Linked DNA regions of Ovis aries: region 2 is linked to region 1. The links are chromatin contacts, called in public Hi-C maps. All regions are on one chromosome and are shown on one strand. The core of a region is the stretch at or near the end of the contact, and the rest is flanking DNA. Distances in the headings are between cores, read along the strand shown.

Evidence for each region. A called contact is a pair of places that touch in the nucleus more often than the background predicts.
Region 2: a Hi-C map of liver shows a contact between it and region 1, with 5 times the contacts expected there. The contact joins two enhancer-like sites. A contact is called at or near these places in 15 of 16 Hi-C or Micro-C datasets (blood, hypothalamus, liver and 7 more).

Annotation. Positions count from the first base shown.
Region 1 is chr11:10,403,853-10,411,761 of ARS-UI_Ramb_v3.0, forward strand. The region is part of intron 4 of VMP1 (vacuole membrane protein 1); the gene reads left to right. Among named protein-coding and RNA genes, the nearest start is that of VMP1, 43 kb to the left of the region's middle. Within about 2 kb of position 3,514, at least 27 of the 54 cell types and tissues checked have an H3K27ac peak or open chromatin away from gene starts, as enhancers often do. A contact at or near this core is called in liver, where this site is marked.
Region 2 is chr11:10,495,119-10,503,027 of ARS-UI_Ramb_v3.0, forward strand. VMP1 (vacuole membrane protein 1) reads left to right here. Exons shown (of 11, transcript XM_042255323.2): 11 at 1-419. It overlaps MIR21 (microRNA mir-21), which reads left to right and starts at 141; the gene lies at 141-212. Within about 2 kb of position 4,338, at least 29 of the 54 cell types and tissues checked have an H3K27ac peak or open chromatin away from gene starts, as enhancers often do. A contact at or near this core is called in liver, where this site is marked.

The sequences.
Region 1 (7,909 bases), core at 2,264-4,763:
CAAGTAGGTGCTCATGCTCAGTCACTAAGTCGTGTCCAGCTCTTTACGACCCCATGGACTGTAGCTTGCCAGGCCTCCCTGTCCATAGTATCTCCCAGGCAAGAATACTTGAGTAGGTTGCCATTTCCTTCTCCAGGGGATCTTCCTGACCCAGTGATTGAACCCACTACCTGTGCCTGAAATAATTCATTAAGATGCTTGCATTACGCACTTTTTTCATCTGCTTTTTTGTTTTAGAATTTTATAGTCGTGTTGCATAAGTACACCTCTAGTAGATGACTATTTCATAAACTTGGTATCTATTTCATGAGCTGGTTTTGCCTGGCAAGTAGCGCAAGTTTACTGATTTCATTCATTTGCTTTCCTCATATTTTTAATAAGTAATATGTGTGTGTGTGCCTGCACGTGTGTGCACGCGCACATCTCAGACACTCGGTCGTGCCTGACTCTTTGCAACCCCGTGGGCTCGCAGGCTCCTTTGTCTGTGGCATTACCCAGGCAAGAGTACTGGAGTGGGTTGCCATTTCCTGCTCCAGGGAATCTTTCTGACCCAGGAACTGAACCTGCATCTTGCGTCTGCTTCATAGGCAGGTAGATTCTTTATAACCAGCACCACCTGGGAATCCCCTTTTATAAGTAAATCAGAAGTCACAAGAGCCTCTGTGGCGGGTAGATTTTTCTAAGATCACATCTTCTAAGCCCTCTTCTCTTAGATACTAATTTCCAGAAATCCACTAACAAATTTATTTTAGTCTTAGCGTGTATGTAGCAGGTTTCCTTTCAGGTGATTCAGAACTTGAGTGCTTATTTACTAGTGGAAATTATGCCCAGAGTAAAAACAGCTTAATAAAGAGAAGGTGACTGCTGTTAACTTCTTTGATGTATCTCTGTGTTTGAATGTGTCAGAATTTTCACCTTAATAATGATTTGGCCCAGGGAACAATGACAACTCAGGGGCCGCACTTTTGCTGTAAAGGGGCCAAATAGTAAATGTTTTAGGCTTTGCAGGCCGTGCAATCCCTTTTGTAATTCCTCTGATCTGTCATGGTAGCAAGAAAGCACCCAGAAACAGTATATAGGAATGAATGTGACTGTTTTCCAGTCAATCTTTATTCAAAAACACAAATAGCAGACTGGGTTTAATCCCAGGCTGTAGTTTGCTAACCCTGGCTCTAATTCATGGAATGACGATAGTACACCAGAAGAAGCATATTGAACTCGGGAGCCTTAGTGAACTAACTACCCTCTAAGGATTTTTATGTGACATGTTATGCATTTGATTTCTCCATTTGCCAAAAAAGGATTTCTTCTCTCTTCCAGGTCATAAGAGTAGACTTAACATGACGTTTTGGGAGAGAATTATGGTTGTGCAAGTGCTTGAGTGGTCTGGAAGACCATCAGGGGGTTAAAAAAAAAAAGGCAACTTTTCATGAAGAGAAAAGTAAAAGAATTTCTTCCGGTTGAGCTGCCTGATGACAACAAAATTTAGTTCTGATCTCATGTTTGAAACCATTGATGTGTGCAGAACCAGTCTGTTATAAAAATACAACCTTTACAACACTGCAATCATTTGAGAAATAAATAATTTTTGAATTACATTTAGATTGTTACAAATAATTGGGAGAAGCGATAAGGTAATTTCAGTAGCCACATTAGAATTATTCCCATTACTAGGATATATGATTCGTAATTTTGTAAACAACCAGCTTAAAAGCAGGAACATTGGAACTTGATAATGAGAAGTATATCTCAGTGATGCTCCTTATATGCACATACATTATTATTCCTAATGTTGTAAGAGAAGGTGATTTAACAACTGTCAGGTGGCTCAGTGGTAAAGAATCCACCTGCCAATATAGGAGACCCAGGGTCAATCCCTGGGTTGGGAAGATTCCCTGGAGTAGGAAGCAGCAACCTACTTCAGTATCCTTACCTGGGAACTGCCATGGACAGAGGAGTCTGGCAGGCTGCAGTCCATGGAGTCGCAAAAGCGCTGGACACGAGTTAGCGACAGACAGCAGCAACAAACTGCATCTGCTATTAATGATTATAAAGTCTGTTCTGTTTAACAGTAACAAAGAGAATGAGTCCTTCAGCAAGAATTTACAGATAATGTGTACACAGACAGTTTTGACACTAGGTGGAGCAGTTTCCTGGAGAAAGGTTTACCAAGCCCTATGTTCCTTTCAAAACAAGCCCAGCTCTTAGACAAAGAACTCTGAGAACAAAAACTATCAACAATCACTTTAAAGTTTTTAAAGACTCTCAAATAGTAAGCTGTAAATAGAAGGCTGAATGTATTGTACAAAATGCCTTTTCTCTTTGTCATCTGTTTTAACCATTGAATTCCCTCACCTTTGGGAATCAAAACGGGAGGAATTTTCACATTAGAACTGCCTTATTTAGATGGCAATTGGAACATAGAAAAGTTTCGAAGCTATTTAGTTACATTGTAAAGTAGATCAGATTTTACAAAAAGATATACCATCAGGGCATTATCATCTGAATGGTATTTATGAGTCAGTTGTGTTAAACGACTGTTTTAGATTAAGAATATCATTTTATAGATAAAGATTGGTAGTTTAAATACATTGCATCTAAAAATCAGTGAATGTCAAGAGTGTTTTAAGTACCATGAGAAACCATGGCCATAAAACTGTAAGTTTAGAATGTGGTTATCAGATATGGTAATAAGATATAAATGAATAAAGAATTCTACTTGAAAACATAAACAAAGACCATTTTAATAAAAAAAAAATTGGGGCTGTTTGTTATATAGTAAATACAAGGAAAGTAAGTAGTGAGATATTTGCCCCTGTGTAAAATGCAAAAGTCTGCTTTTCCCTTAAAGTTTAATGTTGCTTCACTGCTAAAATGTGGTAAAAATTGTATTAAGAAGTCCAACGTCTTGATTACTATCAAATGTTCGCAGAACTTCTCTGTCTGTAGCGCCCTGTTTCCTTTAGTGAATAAGTGCCTCATCGTTTGTATATAGTGCTTTGTAGTACTCTTTTATATGTATACATATAAAGCCTTTCTTAAGCTTTTTGACTCTTGGCTACTTATTGCCTAAAGAAAATGTTATTTGAAAAACTGCATGGATATGGGTTGAAGTGAAATAGTGAAGCAGTTTCAATAAGAGAACTATTATAGGAATCATTTAATGCCATGAGCTGGAACAATTCTTTTAAAAATTGTTAGCCAACCTCTTCACATTTTTTCCTGCTTGACTTCTGATGATTGCTCCATAGTTTACCTGTCTGTCCCTCTAAGACAAAAAAGGGAAGAAATTGCCAAAAGGAAGGTTCTAGTGTGACCTAATATTGCTCTGTATAGGTATAATGACTCTGGCTATAAGTATGCAGTGACTCAGGGCTCTTGCGGGAAGACCATCAGGCCCTTCTTAGAAAAGATCTGTTTGCCCTTTTTTTGATGAGGGCATGATCAGCTCTGAGTCTTTCCCCAAGGAATGACTCATGTATTAACTCTTAAGAGTATCACCACATCAAAAGTAGAAACCAGGATCTCCAGGACAGGGCTGGGTTCTCACCAAACCCAGAAGGATATGCACAGACTGACTGACTTCCTGCCCTGAAGTCACTATCTATTAATGTGCACTTAAATGAAAGCGAGTAAGATTCAGTTTACCTGAAATCTGTTCTTTTGGATATCTATTTTAGACAAATTGTAACCTTTTTAAAAGTTCTCTTTATAAATACGTGGTCCATTCCTCCTGAATATTAGATCAACTTTATGATCAAAATTGTTTAGGTTTAGAGAAGAAAAGTGAAACATATTTTTACTATGATTGATTTAATATAATAAAAAATGACTTTGAAGACACGTCCTTATAACCTAGAATCTGAACTATAGAGTTTACAGATTTTCATTTTGATTATTTTATACTTATCATAACACTTTTACTACATAACCTCATTATATTACTCTCTTACTTAGGTTGAACAGGTATTATTACCATTATTATTATCGGGCTTTTCATCAAATGAAGAATGTGAGATAGAAGTCTGAGTACATCTAGTTAAGTTACTAACAGATTTTTAGAAAACTAAAATCCACATAGCTAATGGCCAAATTACTGTTTCTTTACACACTGTAGCACCTTTTATAGGGAGAGAAGAGGGGCTTAATTTATAAACTCTTTTTCATAGGGAAAAAACCCACAAACACTAGTTAAACTTCTCAGTGTCCATTTGGAATCAACAATTTTATGCTCTAGCCTTCTAGAGTTATTTGTTGTACACCGTAACCTTAGGTAAACTGTTTTCTGACTACGATGAGAAAAGCAATGATTAAAAGAATTTGAAGAGTAGAATTCCTGTTTGTAAAAGCATTTCTAAACTCCCCTGAAAGTTGGACTTAAAGAAAACAAAGGTTTTGCAAGTCATACAGACAACCATTTGTCATCTCTTTTCATTTATTTATCACCCAGATATTCCTAATGAATCACATTCCAGACTAACCACTGACTCCTTTTGTTCCTCAGAGAAGGAGTGTGGCAAACAAATGTTTTCCCAGTGAATCAGCACAGAATTCTTGATTTTATTACCTTTGCCTTAAACTTTCCAGACAAAACTAATTGGAAATTTTGCCTTTGGGATCACACTTGACTTCTGTGTATGGATGATGGATTAGGCTATGAATTGACATTACAGATGTTATACAAACAACTCCAGTCTTTAGGAATGTTTTATCAGTTCTGAGGGAGCTGCCTGGAGTGGAAGAATGTCTGTCTGTCTGCTCATCTTCCTTAAAAAAACTCATGCATACACATACTACACTCTTCTTTGGCGGGGGCAGCCCCCTAGCTGTGCAGCATGTGGGAACTTAGTTCTTCAACCAAGGATCAAATCCAGACCTCCTACATTGGAATCTCTGAGTCTTAACTACTGGCCCTCCAGGGAAGTCCCTGTACTACACTATTATTGTGATATCATATTTGTCATCCTGGTTGATAAAAAAGCTTGGCTAAATTAGGCTTATAATTAACTGATACGATCATTTTAGGTTTTCACTTTTTCAAAAATGTCTCTGGAAAAAAGGGCCCCCAAAAGAACCAAACAAAGTTAAAAATCCAGAAAACACTTGTCTTTAAATGGAGCAACAATACATAGACTAGTTTTTGTCATTTACTAATTTGTGTTTGTGGCGCCAGGACTGCTTTCTCAGGACTTATATAGGTCCTGCTTTATCAGGGCACTGCTTAGAACTCCTCGCTACCAGTTTGGGATATTTTTGTGTGTTATAATTTCAGGAATGATCATTTTACCTCTGGGATAATGGGTTTTTTTAATTCTAAATTTCTGTTAATTTGATAGAGCTAATAGTATATTTACTATTCCTGAAAGAATGTAAATTACAGAAGTGTAACTTTAAAAATTTATCTTAAAAGAATGTTTTAAGTTAAAATACTTTTCCTGCAAATGCCTGTATCTGCTCTTGTTAGAAATCCTGTCTCCTCCTCAACCTCCCACCCACCCCCTAGCTAACTATGGTCTTACTCTCACCCAGACATCCTCTCGCCTGGCCAAGCACTACATCTTTTTATCCTGGACAGAGCAAAATTATTCCACTATCAAAACTTTGGAAAATACAGTGTAATACAGCTCATGAGACTAAGATATATGAGGCTTTGAACTGAAGCAAAACCAGATGTTCGATATATCACAGAGAGCTGAACTGTCTTGTTGAGTTGACTTCACTTAGAATGACTATGTTAAAGTAACCACCCACCCCAAAAAAGGACCCTAAAAACCTGTCACTCTGATGAGAGTGTAACTTTTCATCCCAATCATAAAATTTGACCTTCGGAATCATTAAAGGGAACTTCCATTGGCAGTAATTCGGAACTCTCAGAGGCAGTTTGTGAATGTTACTAGTGACCTGGTTGCTAGCTAGGAAATTTATAGAGCTTCCTGTGCTGGGGAATAACAGCCTGCGCTGTATATAGCTGTTTAACTTCCATTGATTACCACTACCTAGATTTAAGGACACTGTCCTTAAATAGAAAAATTAACTTTTGAGGACTATCATTTGCTACTTTTCCTCAAGAAGTGCTGCTTGTATTACCTTGTCACATGGTACATTCTTTTAAATGTGCTGAGACTCACTTATACCACAGTATATGATCTCTCTTGGTGACTTTCATGTATACTTGAATATGTATTTGGCTATTTTGGGGTATAGTGTTCCATGTTGTTCAAGTTTTCTGTATTCATTCTGGTTTTCAGTTTGTTTATTCTGTCAATGAAAGAGACGGGTGTTGAAATTTCAACTCTAATTGTAGACATGTTTTTATTTCTCATTTTAGTTCTGTTAGTTTTTGCTTTATATATTTTGACATGCTGTTATTAGGTGCATACACATTTAGGATTTTTCTGTCTTCCTGAGAATTAGCCTTTTTTATCATTATGAAATGTCCTTATTCATTTCTGTAAAATAATATACCCTCTCCTGAAATCTGCTTAGTCTCTTATTAATGTAGAATACTCTATCTTTTGTATGATTATTTTTACACACTTTATCTTTTTTCATCCCTTTACTTTTGGATCTCGATATTTTAAATGGGCTTTTTGTAGAGAGCACATACTGAGGTCTTGCTTTTTAATTCAGTCTGACACTCTACGTTTTCATTTGTATATTTGGCACATTTGCAATTAATCTAGCTGTCAGTGTGGTTGGGTTTAAGTCTACCCTTAAACTGCTGGTCCCCACCTGTTTTCTATTCTTTTCTTACCTTCTTTTGAAATGAGTAGTATTTTAGGATATATACTATAACCACATTATAATGTTATAATCCCTTTTCTCCCTCCCATACTTTATGCTGTTGTTGTCTTATATTTGCTGTCTTACATATGCTGCGGTCCATGGGGTTGCAAGGAGTTAGAGATGCCTGAGCAACTGAACTCTCTTGTATCTTACTTCTGCATATGTCGCGTGTGTGTGTGCTTGCGTGCTCAGTCATGTCTGACTCTCTGTGACCCTGTGGACTGTAGCCCAACAGGCTCCTCTCTCCATGGGATTTTCCAGGCAAGAATACTGGAGTGAGTTGCCATTTCCTCCTCCAGGAATCTTCCCCACCCAGGGATCGAACTCATGTCTCCTCATCTCTGGCCTTGGCAGGCAGATTCTTTATGGCTCAGCCACCTGGGACGTCTGACATATATCATGGTTTTTGCTTTAAACAACTAGTTATTTTTTTTAAAGAGATTTTAAAATGAGGAAAAACGGTGTTCTCTCCTGGAACACATTCTTTTGGCTTTTGTCTGTCTGAAAATGTTATTATTTCATCTTTATTTTTGAAGTATATTTTTCCTTAATTCTAGATTCACAGATTTTTTTTTCCCCTTTCAGCACTTTAGAGAAGTAATTCCATTGGTTTTGGTTTGTTTCTGATGAGAAAACCCTATCTGTATTTCCCTGTAGATGACTCAGTCATACCTTGGAGACATTGTAGATTTGGTTCCAGAGTACAAGCGAGTATGGTGAGAAAGCAAGTCATGGATTTTTTGGTTTCTCAGTGCATCTAAAAGTTACGTTTACTATATATTATACTCTATTACATGCCTAAATATATATATATATACCTTAGTTAAATAATAATGCTGTAGGAAAAATGGAGCCAATAAATTCGCTTGACACAAGATTGCCACAAACCTTCAGTTTGTAAAGATCACAATATCTGCAAACTGCAGTGAAGCAAGATTGCCTATATAATGTGTTATTTTTATCCCCTCTGCTTTTAAGACTTTCTTGATATTGCTGAATTATAGAATTTGATTATGATGTGATTATGATGATTTTCAGCAATTTGATTGTGTTTTATGTTGATCCTGACTGAGGTTTGTTGAATTTCTTACATCGGTGAGTTGATGGATTGATAGTTTTCATC
Region 2 (7,909 bases), core at 3,088-5,587, 92 kb after region 1:
AATTGGTACTGACATTATATTGAGTGTAGAATTGAGTTTGAATCTCAACAGGCCAGAAATGCCTGGTGGTTTGATCAAATCCTGCCTGAATGTCTGCTTGTTTTGCCTACCGTCGTGACATCTCCATGGCTGTACCACCTTGTCGGGTAGCTTATCAGACTGATGTTGACTGTTGAATCTCATGGCAACAGCAGTCGATGGGCTGTCTGACATTTTGGTATATTTCATCTGACCATCCATATCAAATGTTCCCATTCAAACATTACCCAGCACCATGGTTCATGGTTGAAAGAATTGGTCCTTAGGTCTAGTGGCACTTTGAATCTTTTATGCCATAATACTGTATCAGTATCAAGAGGATTTTATGCAAATTGGGATAATCTCTGTGATCAAAACTAAATAAAGGAAAAGCAACCTGCCTTGTGAGTTTTGGAAAGGTTACTTCTTAACCATCTTTTACCCCCTACCTAGAAACTTTCTAGCAATAGTTACTTACTTGAAAAGCAGTACCCAGATGGTTTAAGTAAAGTCACGTTAACCATTACAATTTTTTAGATTCTTTAGGGTTTGTGTAAGTCTCTAAATCAGCTTCCAGTTGTCTTTCATCGCCTTCACCTGCATTTTATTTCGTGTTTGTCTGAAGAAAGGAAAGAGGAAAGCAAATCTGATTTGTACTGTTTGTACAAATTTGGGGATTTGGGGATTTCTTGATAAGTTTATTTTGGGGTATCATATTAGAAAGCCTGTTGCTAAGGCTGAATGTCTAAGTGATTCTAATACACTTGACTTGTGATGGCGACTTGTTCACTCTTTCAAATGAATTTGCTCTGAAAACAAATGAAGAGCAGCTGTCCTCCTTCCCTCCACTGCGTGCTCAGGTGTGGCGTGCTCAGGTGACCCTGCTGAATTCCAGCTGGAGCCATGCGCTACCCTTCTGTTCCTGCAGTTGGTTGGTTCCTTTCTTTAATCCACCAAAGCAGACACAGACAGCAAGATCCCAAAGACACGCCTAGTTAATTCCAGCTGATTGGAGACCAGAAAATTTGTAAATAGATGGTTTGATGTTCCTGTAAATAAAAAAAGGGGGGGAGCCTGGGAATTCTTTTGATTCCATCTCTGTTTTGTTAAGTCTCTTCTGTGCCTTAAATATCTGCAGCATCTTAACTGTCGCAACTCAGTGAATGTCAAGCAATGGCAATACAAGGCAACACGTTACAGTGTATACACAAGTACTGAGGAGCACCTCCCTCCAGACAACGCTGCATAGGAGCATGCAGTGTTTTCTGTGTTCTCTGTATAACCATAACCCAGAGGATAGAGCTTAGAGGAAAGAATTTTATTTTCATTTGGATAATGGCCTCTGTATCTGTTCTCTGAAAATCCAGAGAAAGACAAGGCTGGAAGTGATGTTTCTGAAGTACACTAGTTTATTAGGCATACAGAGTAAGTAACGTGTGCTCCTTACAAACCAGCTCAGCCTGTGTTCCTCGTGTGCTCTGTGCTGTCTGTAGCTTTAGGAGGGCAACTTGAGGCTTATTACTCAAAGCGATCCAGTAAGTACAAATTATGCAAGAAGCTAAATAAAACAACTAACTGCCCTCTTATAAACTGGCGTGATCTCTGTTTTGACTGACCCACATGTGAAGAACTCATGAGACCCCAATCTTTAGCATCAAAAAGCCTTTCCATATGTTTTGAAACCCGTTTGCCTCCATGTGTCTGTTAACAGTGGTTTAGATTTTTGCCTCTAACATGTTACCTGGAGAAAGTTTTTAACTCAGCCTTGATTTCATCTATAAAAACAGAGGTTATATATAGCCAGGTTGTCCTAAGGATTACATCAGGTAAAATTTAAAGAAGCTGTTGATGTTAGCATGTTAGCAGTTTTTTAATTCATCAAAGACAGTATTTGCTGCACATGTGAGAATTTTACAACATTGCATTTGCTCACTTCAAAAATAGGATTTTAAATGCTGTCTGCATATGTTCCCTTGTTTGGGAGTAAATATGCTCTGTCTAAAGAACTTATTAACTAAATCCAGTATACAAATTAATAGAGAAAAGCAGAAATTAATGAACTAATGACTTGATTAGTAATACCAAAACTTCTCAAATCTAGAAATAGGCCTCCAGACCTCTTGTCTTCTGAGATGGCCCACACTTTGGCTTGGAGTGTGTTCCTCCCATGACGGCTCTGGCCTTTTGAGACTGCATTGTCTGTGATGTACATCTCTAAGTAAATCCACTTCTTAACCTATCAAAAGGTGGGGGGGGGGGGGTCAGCTAGTCTAATTAAGGTACAAAGCACAGATACACAAAATTTACTATGAATAACTGAAAATTCTTGTCTAACCTTGGAAAAAGTAGTGTCACTTAGTCGACACTTTTTGTGAACCTGTGGACTGTAGCATGCCAGGCTCCTCTATCCATGGAATTCCCCAAGCAGGAATACTGGAATGGGTTGCCATTTCCTTCTCCAGGGGATCATCCTGCATTGCTGGCACATTCTTTACCATCTAAGCCACCAGGGTCTAACCTTACCAGCTTTAAATGTTGACATTTTCTAATTTGTTATAAAGATAGTTAATGCTAAAAAGTCTAGAAGGTAGATAAAAGGGAATGGTCAGCTTTTAATAACTTTATTGGTAACACTCCATCTATAATATCCAGTGAGATTTGCCAAGTGTCAAGAGGTTTTGAACAGTAAAAGGAAAATCTGATTTGGTAGCCCTCCAGGTCTTCTCCAATAGACTGAAAGTCCTATCCCTGTTAGAAAAACACACAAGGGCACCTTCACTGGCAGTCCAGCGGCTGAGACTCCATGCTTCAACTGCAGAAGGTGTGGGTCCAATCCCTGGCTGGGAACTAAGATCCCACAGGATGCACGACAACCCAAAAAGCAGAAAAAAGGAAAACACAGATTGGTTTATTCTATTGTTAAACAGTTATTAATGTGCCCCCAAAAGGTTAAGACAACCTAAGCAGGAGTTTTAGTGGCCATTTTTGAAAGCCAACTAACATTCCACCTCTGACTGGCATGATCAAAGCTCTGATAGTCCCAAAACATAGTAAATGAAGTGCTACACACAGCTGCAACCTGTGAAGTGTTTAGTTCCTTTATTCTCAAAGACAACAAGAAAAGAAAGCGCATGATGTTCTTTAAAATTCTAAAAGCAGTGGAGTCATTTGTGTCTCGTAGTCAGGGGCTGGGGTTCCTGGCCCCTCCCTTTCCAGCAAGGCCAAGAGGTAACTTGAGGTAATGTCTTTGCCTTGAGAATGAGGGCTTGAATTGCAGCAAATAACCTACATCTATTTGCATACTGAACCAGAGCTCACAAGAGGGATTATAACAAAAACCTGTTCTGGACAGCTGCTTACTCATTGCCTTTAGAGCTGTGCAGCGCTGGGACAGGCAGGTGCCAACCGTTTACTCATTCTCTTTGACCTACTAGCCTTCCACGGTTTGCTGTGTGGGTGTTGATGCTACTAAAAAAAAAAAAAAGTTGTTTTACATGGTCCCCGCTCTCCCCATACACCCTGGATTCATTTGAGATCTGAGATACTAGACTCTGTAGTTGGGATGCCGGCCCAAACTGTGGCTCAGAGACAGTGAGTCAGTTCTAAGTGGCTGGATGTCTCGGAACAGAAATGAAACGCAACTTAGAGGCTTTGTCAGCCAAATCCACAAATGTGTGGCTTTTTGAAACATCAGACATCTGTTCTTTTTAATTTAAAATAAACCTTTTTAAAAAGCACAGAGTTACTTGGCGCCTTGTTCCTTTGTGTCAGCAGCAGTTGCTGCTGTAACTCAGTAAAGCCTCTAATCAGAGTTAGAAAATTTGGCATCTTTCAGGGCACACCTCAGAGACTAAGTGGAGCTGAATTGCTTGGGGAAGGGAAGAGATGATTTTACAGCACACGGTCTATTTGGAAATCCCCTTCTGGGGTAATCAGCCCAGGTGTTCAACCCGTTTGTTAACCATTTCCAAATGACTCAAAGGACATAAAGGGAAGGCTTGGACACACTCCAGCACTATTTCTACAGTGTTAGTATCTGTTTGCGTTGGAAACCGCATTCCTGAATTCTTGAGGGGAAGGCTCTGGCTTTTTCTGGGTATCCTTGGCTGAGAGGGACCCCTGGGCCACCTATCTAAGCTAACAGTCCCAGCCTTCTGAGTTTCCAGGGAGGAGTGTGGACAGCTTGCTTTGATGGCCTTCCACCCAGAGCCCTTTGGGAAAAACCTTGTTTATTCAAGGAGGCCTCTGCCGGCCACTTTTCTCTCCCCCGACCCCACCTAATTCCAAACGTCATTTCCCTTTGTTGCCATTTATCCCCCTTTAGGGAACAGCATGAGCAGCTTTTTCCTCCAGGCCACTCACTTGTGACTGACCCTGCCCGACAGCATTGCTTAATTGTGTCCCCGTCTGTTTCTGACGGAGGGAAAAATTGTTTTTGTGGAGTGAGGCAGTTTGGGATTTGCAAAAAGGGATGGGTTCCGCCTTTCCCCAAAGGTGGGGAATGCCTGTTCAGATTACTCTTGTCTTCCTCTGGCTCCTTACCAGGCAGCAAAGAACAGCTCTGGTTCACTTCTCCCAGCAGGAAGTGCTGACGCCCGATGCTCCATGTTACCGGAGAACCCTGTTGTCCTCGACTTCCTTTTACAACTTAAAAAGATGAAAGCCAAAAATAATGAGGGAAGGCTTTTTTCTGCCTTTCGTTTCTGATGGCACTTCCTAGTGTCTTGAATTACTTTCACCTGGAAGACAGTCCTAAGCCTCTTACAGCTGCCAAACTTTCTCTACCGAACCTCACATGGTTTGGCCACACTCTTGAGACTCTTCAGATGCCTCTTCTCCATTTGGTCCTTTGCACCAACCTCCCTTCCACTCCCATAACCCTCTCCAGAGTGTGTTCCTTGTAAACAGCCGCACACCACCAGCAATCAAGATTGGCTCCCAGGGACCTCCTCTGATGTGCCCTGTACCAGGAAGCACAGTGGATTTATGATAACTTTGATAATGATTGCTTGTTTGCTTGCTTGCTTTGTACCAGGCAGGGTTTTCAGTGTTGTTTTACATTATTGTATTTAATCATTAAATCCTTCCAACAGCCCCATGAGGAAATGAAGGCAGAGAAGTTCAGTGATATGCTGGAGGAAGCAAGGAAGTAGAGCAAGAATTAAACCTAGGTGTTCTGGCTGGCTCTTAGCCACTCAGTTCTGTGGAAAAGTCCAGTGCAAAAGTCCAGGTGTCTGCTTGCTTGTTTCATCTTGTGATCACAAGGTAGGTGATGGGAAAAGCGAGATAGCAGAAAATCAAGACAAGAGCCCCAAAGCGTTTGGTATTTAACCAGATGACCAGCCTTTGCTTTGCATAGCCCTGTACCAGCTCCACTCTTAGCCGTCCTGTGTGGGCAGGTTTCCAGAATGATGTTTGCTATGATTATGACTACAAAGCAGTCTGTACAAAGGTACACACCTTTTTTCTTTTTCGAAGCACTGTCACATCTTGAGTTTTATTTGATCTTCGTAACAACCCTATGAAATAGGGCCAGTTGTAGTATTAACCACATTGAGGGGGAAATATTTTTTTTATACATTTTTTAATCTCTGCTGGTTTAAGATACAGTAGAGAGGAGACAAAGTGTTGAAAAGGGATCTCCCTTCAAGAGCTCACAGTCTTCTTGAGGGTTATGCAAATATGCAGGTACCTACAGATGTAGAGTAAGATGGAGGCCATAAGAGAAAAAAACTGGCAAAAGCAAGAGAATTGCTGACCAGGAAGGATCAGAAAAGGTTTCATGATGATGGGTGTGGCATTTGAATTTCCAAGTAGGGGTGGGGTGAGGGGAAAGCCCTGTGAGAGACACCAGGAAGCACCAGTGAGGGGGCTGTGTTGAGGGTGAGCAGACCCAAGACCAAGAAGACTTCAGCCTCTGTTATTCTCTGCCCAGCTTCATTTGGTTTCCTTTAAAGGATGCACATAAAATATTCATCTGTTGGCCCGGTTTGATCCATTGTTTTTAAACGCTGTTCTTTCATTCTGGCCGGGCCAGCTCTTTGTTGCTGGGTGTGGTCTTGGTCTAGGTGCGGCGAGCGGGGGGCTGCTCGCGCCAGTTGCTGTGCTAAGGCTTTGCACTGCGGTGGCTTCTTTTGTTGCAGAGCACTGCTCAGTCATGCACTCGGTTGCCCCATGGCACCTGGAATCTTTCCTGGTCAGGGATTGAACCTGTGCCGCCTCCACTGGCAGGCAGGTCCCAGACCACCAGGGAAGTCTGGGTTTTCCCATCATACTGTACAAAAACCCCAAAGGAACTTTCTGGCCAACCCAGTAGGTTGTCTGTTTCCTCATCTTCACTGTCTCCTCCAACTCGACCCTAAGCACCAGAAGGGCAGACACTGTTGTGTTCTCCTTTGTATGCTCAGAGCCAAGCAGAGGGTGGGATCACAATGAGTGTTTGCTGAATGGATATTGCGGTGGGTGAAGCATTAGCGGAGATCCAAAGCAGGCAGGAGATGCTGCCTAAGTAGAATCCAGGTAAAGAGGAAGTAAAAGGTGGAGTAAATGAAGGAGGCACCAGGGAACCCTGTGCAGACAGCAATAACCATTGGTCACTGAGCCAGGAATATAGTAATAGGAGGATCAAGTTGGAGGGAGAGAGTCACTGCTCTGTTCTGAACATATGAAGGGAAGAGACCCATAGAATAGTGGGACCTTGTATAGGAATATATACAGTTTTCCCAACTCCCCAATTCCTAGTGAATGTGCCATCCACAGACCACTCCCTGTCAGAGAATAAACTTGACTTTTTCTGAGAATTCTCTAGAATAGGGGTCCCCAGCCTCTGGGATCTGATGCCTGATGATCTGAGAAGGACCTGATGTAATAATAATAGAAATAAAGTACACAACAAATGTAAATTCGCTTGAATCGTCCCCAAACTATCCCCACCCCCAACCCTACCCCATCAATCCGCGGGAAAATTGTCTTCCATGAGAACCGGTCCCTGGGGCCAAAATGCTGGCGACCGCAGGTGTAGAGTGGCACGTCCTCTATGCTTTGCTGCAGGTGATCCTCGAAGCCTCCCCATCATTACGTGGCACCGTTGTGAAAGAATGGCCCTGTGACTGGATGTTGGGGCCACAGGAAACTGCTCTAAAATTCCTTCCCACAGTTGTATCCTGCTGGCTTCTCCGGTGGCTCCTCCCTCCTAGATCGGGGAGGATGGTCATTCCTGGAGAGATCGTCTGTCTTTATAAGGAGAAAAGTTTGGCAATGTGATTTCCAGTATATTTCTACCGGAGTCCAAGATTCCAGCAGTGCTCGCCTAGACAGCAGTGGCAGCCACCAAGAACCCGGATGCCACTAGTATTCCCAAGTAAGCGGGAGGGCATCCTCCCAGCCACCTCTGCCAAGCTAAAAAGTCAGAATCGTGGCCTTATTACACCTTCTAGAGCGTGTGGTAAAGGCAGCTTTCCATTTGGCTGCTTCAGTGCCGGGGCTGTTTACACGTTTCAGTAAATGAGTTATGCTTATTGAAGTTGGCTTGGATAGGAGTTCAGAATCAATGACATATGACCACAGTCATACCACTCACCGGGAGCACCAGAGTCCAGGAGAGATTTACTTGTGTCATAATCCTTGGGTAGAGAAGAGGGGCACAGAACTTGAGTATTCCCCCCTCAGGAGGGTGCACCGTTTGTGAAGCCTGGGAGTATTGGGGTGTGAACATTCCTGGCTTTTGGAGGGGATCAGATGAAATGAGATACCTATCTGGTAAAAGCATGGGTGTGCAAGTGCTTTGCACCATTTCAGAAGACAAAAAAAGGAAGCTGCAAAATAGGGCTTGTAGAAAAATGTAAGATCAAAGAAATTTGCAGATGTGCATTTTCTTCTTCAAACATAAAGA